Linked DNA regions of Oncorhynchus mykiss: region 2 is linked to region 1. Evidence: chromatin contacts called from public Hi-C data. All regions are on one chromosome and are shown on one strand. Each heading gives the region's core, a stretch centred on a gene start, on an enhancer-like site or on the middle of the called end of the contact. The rest is flanking DNA. Distances are from core to core; before and after follow the strand shown.

What was found. Hi-C and Micro-C count contacts between places; a contact is called where the count stands out from the background.
Region 2: a contact with region 1 is called in a Hi-C map of liver, with 4 times the contacts expected there. The contact joins two enhancer-like sites. A contact is called at or near these places in 2 of 3 Hi-C or Micro-C datasets (blood and liver).

The regions. Positions count from the first base shown.
Region 1 is chr14:36,495,195-36,499,761 of USDA_OmykA_1.1, forward strand. It overlaps LOC110489223, which reads left to right. Exons shown (of 3, transcript XM_021561857.2): 2 at 4,148-4,199. Among protein-coding and RNA genes, the nearest start is that of LOC110489223, 72 kb to the left of the region's middle. Within about 2 kb of position 2,482, at least 8 of the 11 cell types and tissues checked have an H3K27ac peak or open chromatin away from gene starts, as enhancers often do. A contact at or near this core is called in liver, where this site is marked.
Region 2 is chr14:36,568,409-36,572,975 of USDA_OmykA_1.1, forward strand. No RefSeq gene overlaps it. Among protein-coding and RNA genes, the nearest start is that of LOC110489223, 140 kb to the left of the region's middle. Within about 2 kb of position 2,288, at least 5 of the 11 cell types and tissues checked have an H3K27ac peak or open chromatin away from gene starts, as enhancers often do. A contact at or near this core is called in liver, where this site is marked.

The sequences.
Region 1 (4,567 bases), core at 1,232-3,731:
CCCTCTCTCCCCCCCCCCCTCTCTCTCTCTCTATCTATCTTTCTCCATGTCCCTCTCTCTCCCCCCCCCTCTCTCTCTCTCTCTCTCTATCTATCTTTCTCCATGTCCCTCTCCCCCCCTCTCTCCCCCTCTATCTCTCTCTTTCTCCATGTCCCTCTCTCTCCCCCCCTCTCTCTCTCTCTCTCTATCTATCTTTCTCCATGTCCCTCTCCCCCCCTCTCTCTCTCTCTCTATCTATCTTTCTCCATGTCCCTCTCCCCCCCCCTCTCTCTCTCTATATATCTATCTTTCTCCATGTCCCTCTCTCCCCCTCCCACTCTCTCTCTCCTTATCTATCTTTCTCCATGTCCCTCTCCCCCCTCTCTCTCTCTCTCTATCTATCTTTCTCCATGTCCCTCTCTCCCCCCCTCTCTCTCTATATCTATCTTTCTCCATGTCCCTCTCTCCCCCCCCCCTCTCTCTCTATCTATCTTTCTCCATGTCCCTCTCCCCCCCCTCTCTCTCTATATATATCTTTCTCCATGTCCCTCTCTCTCCCCCCCTCTCTCTCTATCTATCTATCTTTCTCCATGTCCCTCTCTCCCCCTCCCACTCTCTCTCTCCTTATCTATCTTTCTCCATGTCCCTCTCCCCCCTCTCTCTCTCTCTCTATCTATCTTTCTCCATGTCCCTCTCTCCCCCCCTCTCTCTCTATATCTATCTTTCTCCATGTCCCTCTCCCCCCCCCCTCTCTCTATCTATCTTTCTCCATGTCCCTCTCCCCCCCTCTCTCTCTCTCTATATCTTTCTCCATGTCCCTCTCTCTCCCCCCCTCTCTCTCTCTCTCTCTATCTATCTATCTTTCTCCATGTCCCTCTCTCTCCCCCCTCTCTCTCTCTCTCTCTCTCTCTCTATCTATCTTTCTCCATGTCCCTCTCCCCCCATCTCTCCCCCTCTATCTCTCTCTTTCTCCATGTCCCTCTCTCCCCCCCCTCTCTCTCTCTCTCTATCTATCTTTCTCCATGTCCCTCTCCCCCCCCCCTCTCTCTCTATCTATCTTTCTCCATGTCCCTCTCCCCCCCCCCTCTCTCTCTATCTATCTATCTTTCTCCATGTCCCTCTCTCCCCCCCCTCTCTCTCTCTCCTTATCTATCTTTCTCCATGTCCCTCTCCCCCCTCTCTCTCTCTCTATCTATCTTTCTCCATGTCCCTCTCCCCCCCCTCTCTCTCTCTATCTTTCTCCATGTCCCTCTCCCCCCCCTCTCTCTCTCTATCTATCTTTCTCCATGTCCCTCTCCCCACCTCTCTCTCTCTCTCTCACTGTTTCTCTCTCCCTCTCTCTCTCTATCTTTCTCCATGTTCCTCTCTCTCTCTCTGTCTCTCTGTCTCTCTCTCTCCCTATCTTTCTCCATGTTCCTCTCTCTCTCTCTGTCTCTCTGTCTCTCTCTCTCCCTATCTTTCTCCATGTCCCTCTCCCTCTCTCCCTCTCTCTCCCTATCTTTCTCCATGTCTCCCTCTCTCTCTCTCTCTCTCCCTATCTTTCTCCATGTCCCTCTCCCTCTCTCCCTCTCTCTCCCTATCTTTCTCCATGTCCCTCTCTCTCTCCATGTCCCTCTCCCTCTCTCCCTCTCTCTCCCCCCAGTGTTTAGATAGGAAACAGTACAATACACTTGTTTGAATACCAGTACTAAACCATGACCACTGTGACTAACACCCAGAGATTTTCCAACCAGAGGCAATAGGTGTAATACTCTTCCCAACTTGCTATTTACTCCCTATGCACTAGGTCAAAAGTAGTGCACTACCCTATGGGCCCCAGGTCAAAAGTAGTGCACTAAATGGGGAATAGGGTGCCACCTGGGATGGAGCCTAGCCACTTGCTACAGCCCTGCCTGGCAGCTCCACAGCACAGTGTAAAATCACAAGTGACAAGCACTATTGATACTAATACATTCAACAAGGCTCTGTGAGATCTGGTTAGTGTCCAGACCAAACTGGAGTCTCACCTAGCTAATTGGATCCGATGGGTTAAAGACTAATTAATTATTTCCTCACAAAATGGAGTACAACTTACTTTTCTTATATGAGCTAAAATAGCGACACAAAAGGGGTGTTGGAGGTGTTCAAGTTATAACTGTGTTGCTATACAGTGACTGCACATAACAACAAGGCAGCTGTGATGGTGCATGTAACTAGGTAGGGTAATCTATGGATGACAGTATTGACCCCTATAAGATGTCCTTATGCTGAAACTCTTGCCTGATAGTGAGAGTCTATTAGGACAACAAAACCACATTACAAATGAATTATAATATGTTTTAAATTCCGTGCATCAAAATCCTAAATGCTTACCAAGTAGACTAGTTATGAGTTCTCCAAAGATACGACGCCTGTAAATATGATTTCTGAAGAGGTGAAATTTCAACTCTCGCCAGCAGGTGGTAGCAGAGCTCTAGAGGAGAGGAAGGAAAATTACCAGAGCCTTGCAGTGGGTGGAAAAGTACCCTTATTAAGGAGAAAGGGCTTCCCCAAAATGTCTGTTTGCAACATACTGCAATGTCTTCTACTATTGCACCTGCAGATAACACCGACTCAAAACAATAAACATTATGTAGACATCCTGTTATAAACCAATAATGCATGCATTATTAATGCATTCAATACATCCAGATTCTAGTTTGCCACTATAGGCTATCTGTTTCATAATCTCGCGTCACTGTTGCACGTGGTCCCTGACAAATTAATCATTTCATGAAAAAGAGCAATATAATAGATGAACTAGGCCGATAATAATTCTACACAATTCCGTTGTAGCATTTTCCTTAAACAATATGATCAGCTGATGCAAAACAACGACGACAACAACCAAACCAACAGTAATCCATAGTCTGCATATGACATGTCATGCAACCAAAACCCGTTCACTCAAAATAAATGCGCGGGGAAAAACCCACAAGCACACACTTTTTTTTTTGTGCCGTTTTCTGTTGTTGTTGCCTGTTTGCTTCAGGGTGTAAACGGATTGGGTCTCCGGGTCAACTGGGCGCTTATTGTGTTTGTAGGAGTTCAGAAGGGGGCAGAGGGGAAATCATGCCATAAGGCGTATTTGCATAAATTATCCCCCGCGTCAGATGACGTCAGGACACAGTTCGGTTATAAGCGCCGCCGGTTGCAGAAATAGACACATTCGCTGAAACATAACGTGGCTCACATCACTGGCATTAACCTACCGCACTATACTCAACTCAATTCACCACAGAAGCAACCGAATCGAGTCAGTCGAGTGATTTAAGCTGAATACAGTAACCTAGAATTGTATCTAGATAGGTAGATTTATCTACTCAACCAATCGCAAACGTGGCGAGAAGCATTATCCAAACGGGTCTGCTGCTAAATTTGAGTACGGAGATCTTCAAAACGCCAATGGAGGTTGCTGTCTATCAGTTGCATAACTTCAGCATCTCCTTCTTCTCCTCGTTAGTAGGAGGAGATGTGGTGTCTGTAAAACTTGACAACAGGTAAATATAAAAACCCGCTCTGGGTTTTGTGTGTTATTGATGCGTCATTTGTGCGTTATATATTTCATTCAAATATTTCATCTAAATTGTTGTAATTCGACATAGTCATGTTTCTTCCATTACAAATATATTAAGCAAAGTATGGTTACGCTGGTATCCGTTATGATATAATTGTAAAAACCGTATAATAAATGTCTTCTGCTGTGCAGACTTTGAGTAATGCAATTTGACTCCAACCCGCCGCGTGTCTCCTACGGCTGCATTTTCAAACGCATAAAAGTGGAGTATCTCGAAACAATATCGAGACAATGTCATCAATTTCATGTCATAGTTTGCAGCGCGCAACAATGTATCTAGCTAGCTAGGTTGCAAAAAAAAGACAATGGTAGTCAGGCATGCTGGTGTTTCATACACATGCCCAATCTCAAATAGGTTACGCCTAAACACAAATTAAATACACATTTGTGATGATGGCGTTACGTGGCAATTGAATCTCAAAAGACTCAAAATAAGTTATCCTGGTGCCAGCAATCTGTACGAGAACTTCATAACCTTGCCGGTACTAACTAGGACCCCAGTTTGTTCCTTCTGATCCAATGCTCTGATTTGATATGTTGACTTATGGCTTTCTCTTCTTCTCTCCTCCACAGTGCCTCGGGTGCTAGCGTTGTTGCCATTGACAACAAGATAGAGCAGGCAATGGTATGTATATCAGCAACAGGATTATACACTTTATCGTTCATATCATCACTCATAGTAGCCCAGTAACGCCATTCCACATCCCCACCACATTCATGCACTTTGCCCATAGTCATCATTTTCTGTATGTTGATAATCATAGTAGACTAGGCTTCAGTCTAGTACTCGTATACTTGTAGTACCGCAGAAGCATGGTAGTCTGTATGTGCCTTGCAGCTTTGAGTGACTACAGTACTGCATGTCCAATACGTGTGATGTGGCATGGGACTATGTTCTGTCTGCTGCATTCTGAGTCAGACAGGGAGGAAGCTATAGATGTGCACAACAGCAGTCAAGACTATATTACCTATTTAGTTTACAGCTCAGCTTTT
Region 2 (4,567 bases), core at 1,038-3,537, 73 kb after region 1:
TTTACTTCAGTACCAAACATTTATATTAGTGTATGATTGTCTAACCTTTGTCACAACCTAAACTGTAAACCCATTTTGACACAGTGTTTTCACGTTTGACCTATTCTTATTAAAAAATCAAATCAAGCAAGTCGTTTCATGATGAACTGGCGTTCTTTCCCGTGAACTCGCCTGACTCTCTAAAACACGACTGTTGACTTGGCAGTGAGTAAGAGTTACATCCCACATTGCACCCTATTCACTAAATAGTATACTACTTTTGAACAGTGGCAATGGGTCCTAGTGCACTAAAAAGGGGATAGGGTGCCATTTGGGAAACAAGTACATATGAATGATGTTGGAGAAAGGACATATGGTGTCTGTTAGCACCAGGTCGTTTTCTTATGGGAAAATAGAGCATTATTTTTAGAGCTAAAATCATGGAAAGCAACATCCAGTCGACTGTGAAAACAACATTAGAAACAGGTAAACATACTGCAAAATGTTTTGGAAATAAAGTTCTCTTTGATCTTAATCTTTGTTCTGGGTACTAAACTTTTGTTTTTGGGGATTAACAGGCACCTTCTATTAACTCTATTTATAAACGCCAAGGTATTTATCATGCTTGTTTTCCTGTGATAACAACATCAATGGGTAAAAGTCATAATGGAAGGCTGTAGTACGTTGTCGTTCTCCAAGAAATCATTTCCTTTCTACCAAGTTTACTGCTGGTTAACTACTGAGGTGATGTTGAATTGTAACGTTTGCAAATAGATGTAAATATGATCATAGTAACCTACAATATTAAGCCTTACACATAGTTGATAGAATCGGACTCTATGTCCAAATGGGCACAAGTTATGACTTGTAAACAGGACATAGCACAGTACTGTGCATATTAGCACTGTCAACAAGAGCGAGGTGCAAACCAATGCAAGGTGAAAGGGAATATGAGAACAGATGTTGTTATGAAATAGAGAATAATGACTGACCAAACATATGCATATGCGTGGGGTTTGTGGTTGGTGTGATAGTAACAGTCCTCCCAAGACTAAACAATGACTTCTTGCTGAACTCATCAAGCAGACACACATAACATTTGTGTGGAACTGTGAGGGTGTGGCCAAAAGTTGAGTGTCTGGAACAAACAGCCAGCCAGTCGTTCCAGCTAGCAGCCATCCAGTCATTCCTGCTAGCAGCTAGTAAGAGCAAGCTAGCAGCCATCCAGTCATTCCAGCTAGCAGCTAGTAAGAGCCAGCTAGCAGCCAGCAAGTAATTCCAGCTAGCAGCTAGTCCGAGCCAGCTAGCTAGTCATTCCAGCTAGCAGCTTGTCAGAGCCAACTAGCTAGTCAGAGCCAGCTAGCTAGCCATTCCAGCTAGCAGCTAGTCAGAGCCAGCTAGCAGCCAGCCAGACATTACAGCCAGCATCTAGTCCGAGCCAGCTAGTTAGTCATTCCAGCTAGCGCTAGTCAGAGCCAACTAGCTAGTCATTCCAGCTAGCAGCTAGTCAGCGCCAGCTAGCAGCCAGCTAGTCATTACAGCTAGCAGCTAGTCAGCACCAGCTAGCAGCTAGTCAGAGCCAGCTAGCAGCCAGCCAGTCATTACAGCTAGCAGCTAGTCAGCACCAGCTAGCAGCTAGTCAGCACCAGCTAGCAGCTAGTCAGAGCCAGCTAGCAGCTAGTCAGAGCCAGCTAGCAGCCAGCCAGTCATTACAGCTAGCAGCTAGTCATTACAGCTAGCAGCTAGTCAGAGCCAGCTAGCAGCCAGCCAGTCATTACAGCTAGCAGCTTGTCAGCGCCAGCTAGCAGCTAGTCAGCACCAGCTAGCAGCTAGTCAGAGCCAGCTAGCAGCCAGCCAGTCATTACAGCTAGCAGCTAGTCAGCACCAGCTAGCAGCTAGTCAGAGCCAGCTAGCAACTAGTCAGAGCCAGCTAGCAGCTAGTCAGAGCCAGCTAGCAGCCAGCCAGTCATTACAGCTAGCAGCTAGTCAGAGCCAGCTAGCAGCCAGCCAGTCATTACAGCTAGCAGCTAGTCAGAGCCTGCTAGCAGCCAGCCAGTCAACAGCCAGTCAGTTGTTCTAAATATCAGTTAGTCAGAGCCCCTGCAGGTCATACTAGGACCTGGACTGCATCTCAAATCACACCCTATTCCCTACATAGTGTGCTACTTTTGAACAGGGACCTGGTGAAAGTAGTGCACTACATAGGGTATAAGGTACCATTTGGGATGCAATGTAGGAGAGTCCGTTGCTGTTGTGGGGCTGAGAGGGAGTGCGGGTCTCAGAGTCACTTGCTTGGCAACATGGGCAGGATTGACGCTGGCGTTAGTTAGCAGCCGCTTGCCACAGAGTCGGTCATAGACCTGCAGAGAAAGCAAAAACAACACTTCAGCTATCTTTGGCTGTACAGCCCTGTTCCAGCTGCTGGTTCAAAGTACGGTCACTGGCGCACGCCCAGAACAAAAGGCTATGAAAAAAAAAAAAAAACACTAAAGGAACAAGCCACAACCACTTCATATGAAGAGAACAAGGAGCACAAGGAGACGGAATGTCTGGAACCAATGGACTTGGCTCGGAACTTAGCTCGCAACTTGTCACGATTCTGTTGCAGAATTGTTGGCAGTATTGCTAACATGCATGTTTGATCAACAATAACAAAAACAGCACAAAATAACGGAATGTCTTTGGAACCAACGGGAGGTCTTAACTTGGACCAGGACTTGTGTCTTCATTCTGTTGCAGCAGAACACAGACATACTAACATTGATCTTTAAACAAAGTCTTCATGTCTTCTTTGGAGAGGATTGCAACGAGAGCCATATGCATCAGTTTTCCACAAGCCTACTGAAAAATCCATTTGCAAATATAATACTTAAAAAAATTTGAAAGATTCCACGTCACCCACAAAAAAAACGTCTACTTTAATCCATGCTTTTGGTTAGTACCATACATTAGTTAATAGGTTGGAGTTCCTCTCCCTAAATGTCAATAGGGTCAGTGATATCGTCATTATTCAAGACAGTAATTGTTGTTGATTTCTGAACGGAGAAAAACGATTTGCTAGCATTCCTCATCCTTGTTATTTAACACCGAAATCTGGTGAGTGTCTTGTACACCTTCTACTACATAGTGGGTCATGAAGGGAAGCAGGAGCGCGGTACTGTTACGTTCATGAGACGCTTTGTCCTGCGATAAATGTGTCTCTCTCTGTATCTCTGTCTCAAGACGTGGATGTCGATTACTGCAGCCCCTTTCTGGTTCAGAGGGCTTTAGGTTAAATGTGGAAGACACATTTCAGTTGAATGCATTCCGTGGTACGACTGACTAGGTATCACCCATTTCCCTTTTCTCTTCTCTATCACTCTGTCTCTGTCTAACTCACACACCTTCTCTCTCCCTCTCTCCCTGTCTCACGCAGTCCTACAGCGTGATGGTAAAACCCCCTGGAGTTATTATTTTCCATAGGGCCTTACACCCTACAATTACTGCTCATTTCAGATCCAACTGAATGCAATGTAAACTAAAGTATACTAGCAGCTCCTTCAGTATTTATCAAACACTAGAGAATATCTATGTTGTTATTTTTCATCAGTGTCACGTTCGGCACCACACCGTTTGTGGAAATACCTTGTTCTGAAACTAAATGAATAATTACACACATATTTCTCAACCATTTTTTTTAGGCCGTTGGGGCGAAGGTACTAATTGGGATGTACCTTTAGGGAAATCTAAACGGCAGGATAATTACTTTCGGCTTTCTACAGGCTTATTATTAACTGGGATGAATAAAAACAGCTTTAGTGTTCTTGGTGTGATGCCATGACTTCAGAGAGGCAAGGCACACTACGCCTAACTCATTGAAATAACCAGAAGTAAAACAACATCTTTACTGGTACCTTCTACCTCGCTGTTACTGTATATGACTTACAAGCATTTCATATAGTCGAGACATTAAAAATGTCAGTACTGTTGTGTACAACCTACTTTTGTTTAGTACAGTAACTGCCTTTCGACAGAGAGGATCTGCGTGTGTACAACCTACTGTTGTTTAATACAGTAACTACCTTTCGACAGAGAGGATCTGCGTGTGTACAACCTACTGTTGTTTAGTACAGTAACTACCTTTCGACAGAGAGGATCTGCGTGTGTACTTGAACTACCACTGAATCGATGGAGTCACGTACGCCAGGTATCTTTCTCACTGATATACAGAACACCTGTATTCACCCAGGGGGCTGAAGAGAGGGGTTAGAGCACCACTAGTGGTAGAATTGTAGTACTACAACACCTTTTCCCAAAACCCCATTCATAGATTATGCACTTCACACCAGCAGTATTCCACCTTGCATCCCAGTGCTGGCTTTCCTCTGAAGCTAAACAGGGTTGGTCCTGGTTGGTTCCTGGATGGGAGACCAGATGCTGCTGGTAAGTGATGTTGCAGGGCCAGTAGGTGGTTCTCCTTTCCCCAGGTCAAAAAAATAATAATATCCCAATGCCCCAGGGCAGTTGTTGGGGACATTGCCCTGTGTAGGGTGCTACCTTTCGGATGGGACGTTAAACGGGTGTCCTGACTCTCTGTGGTCATTAAAGA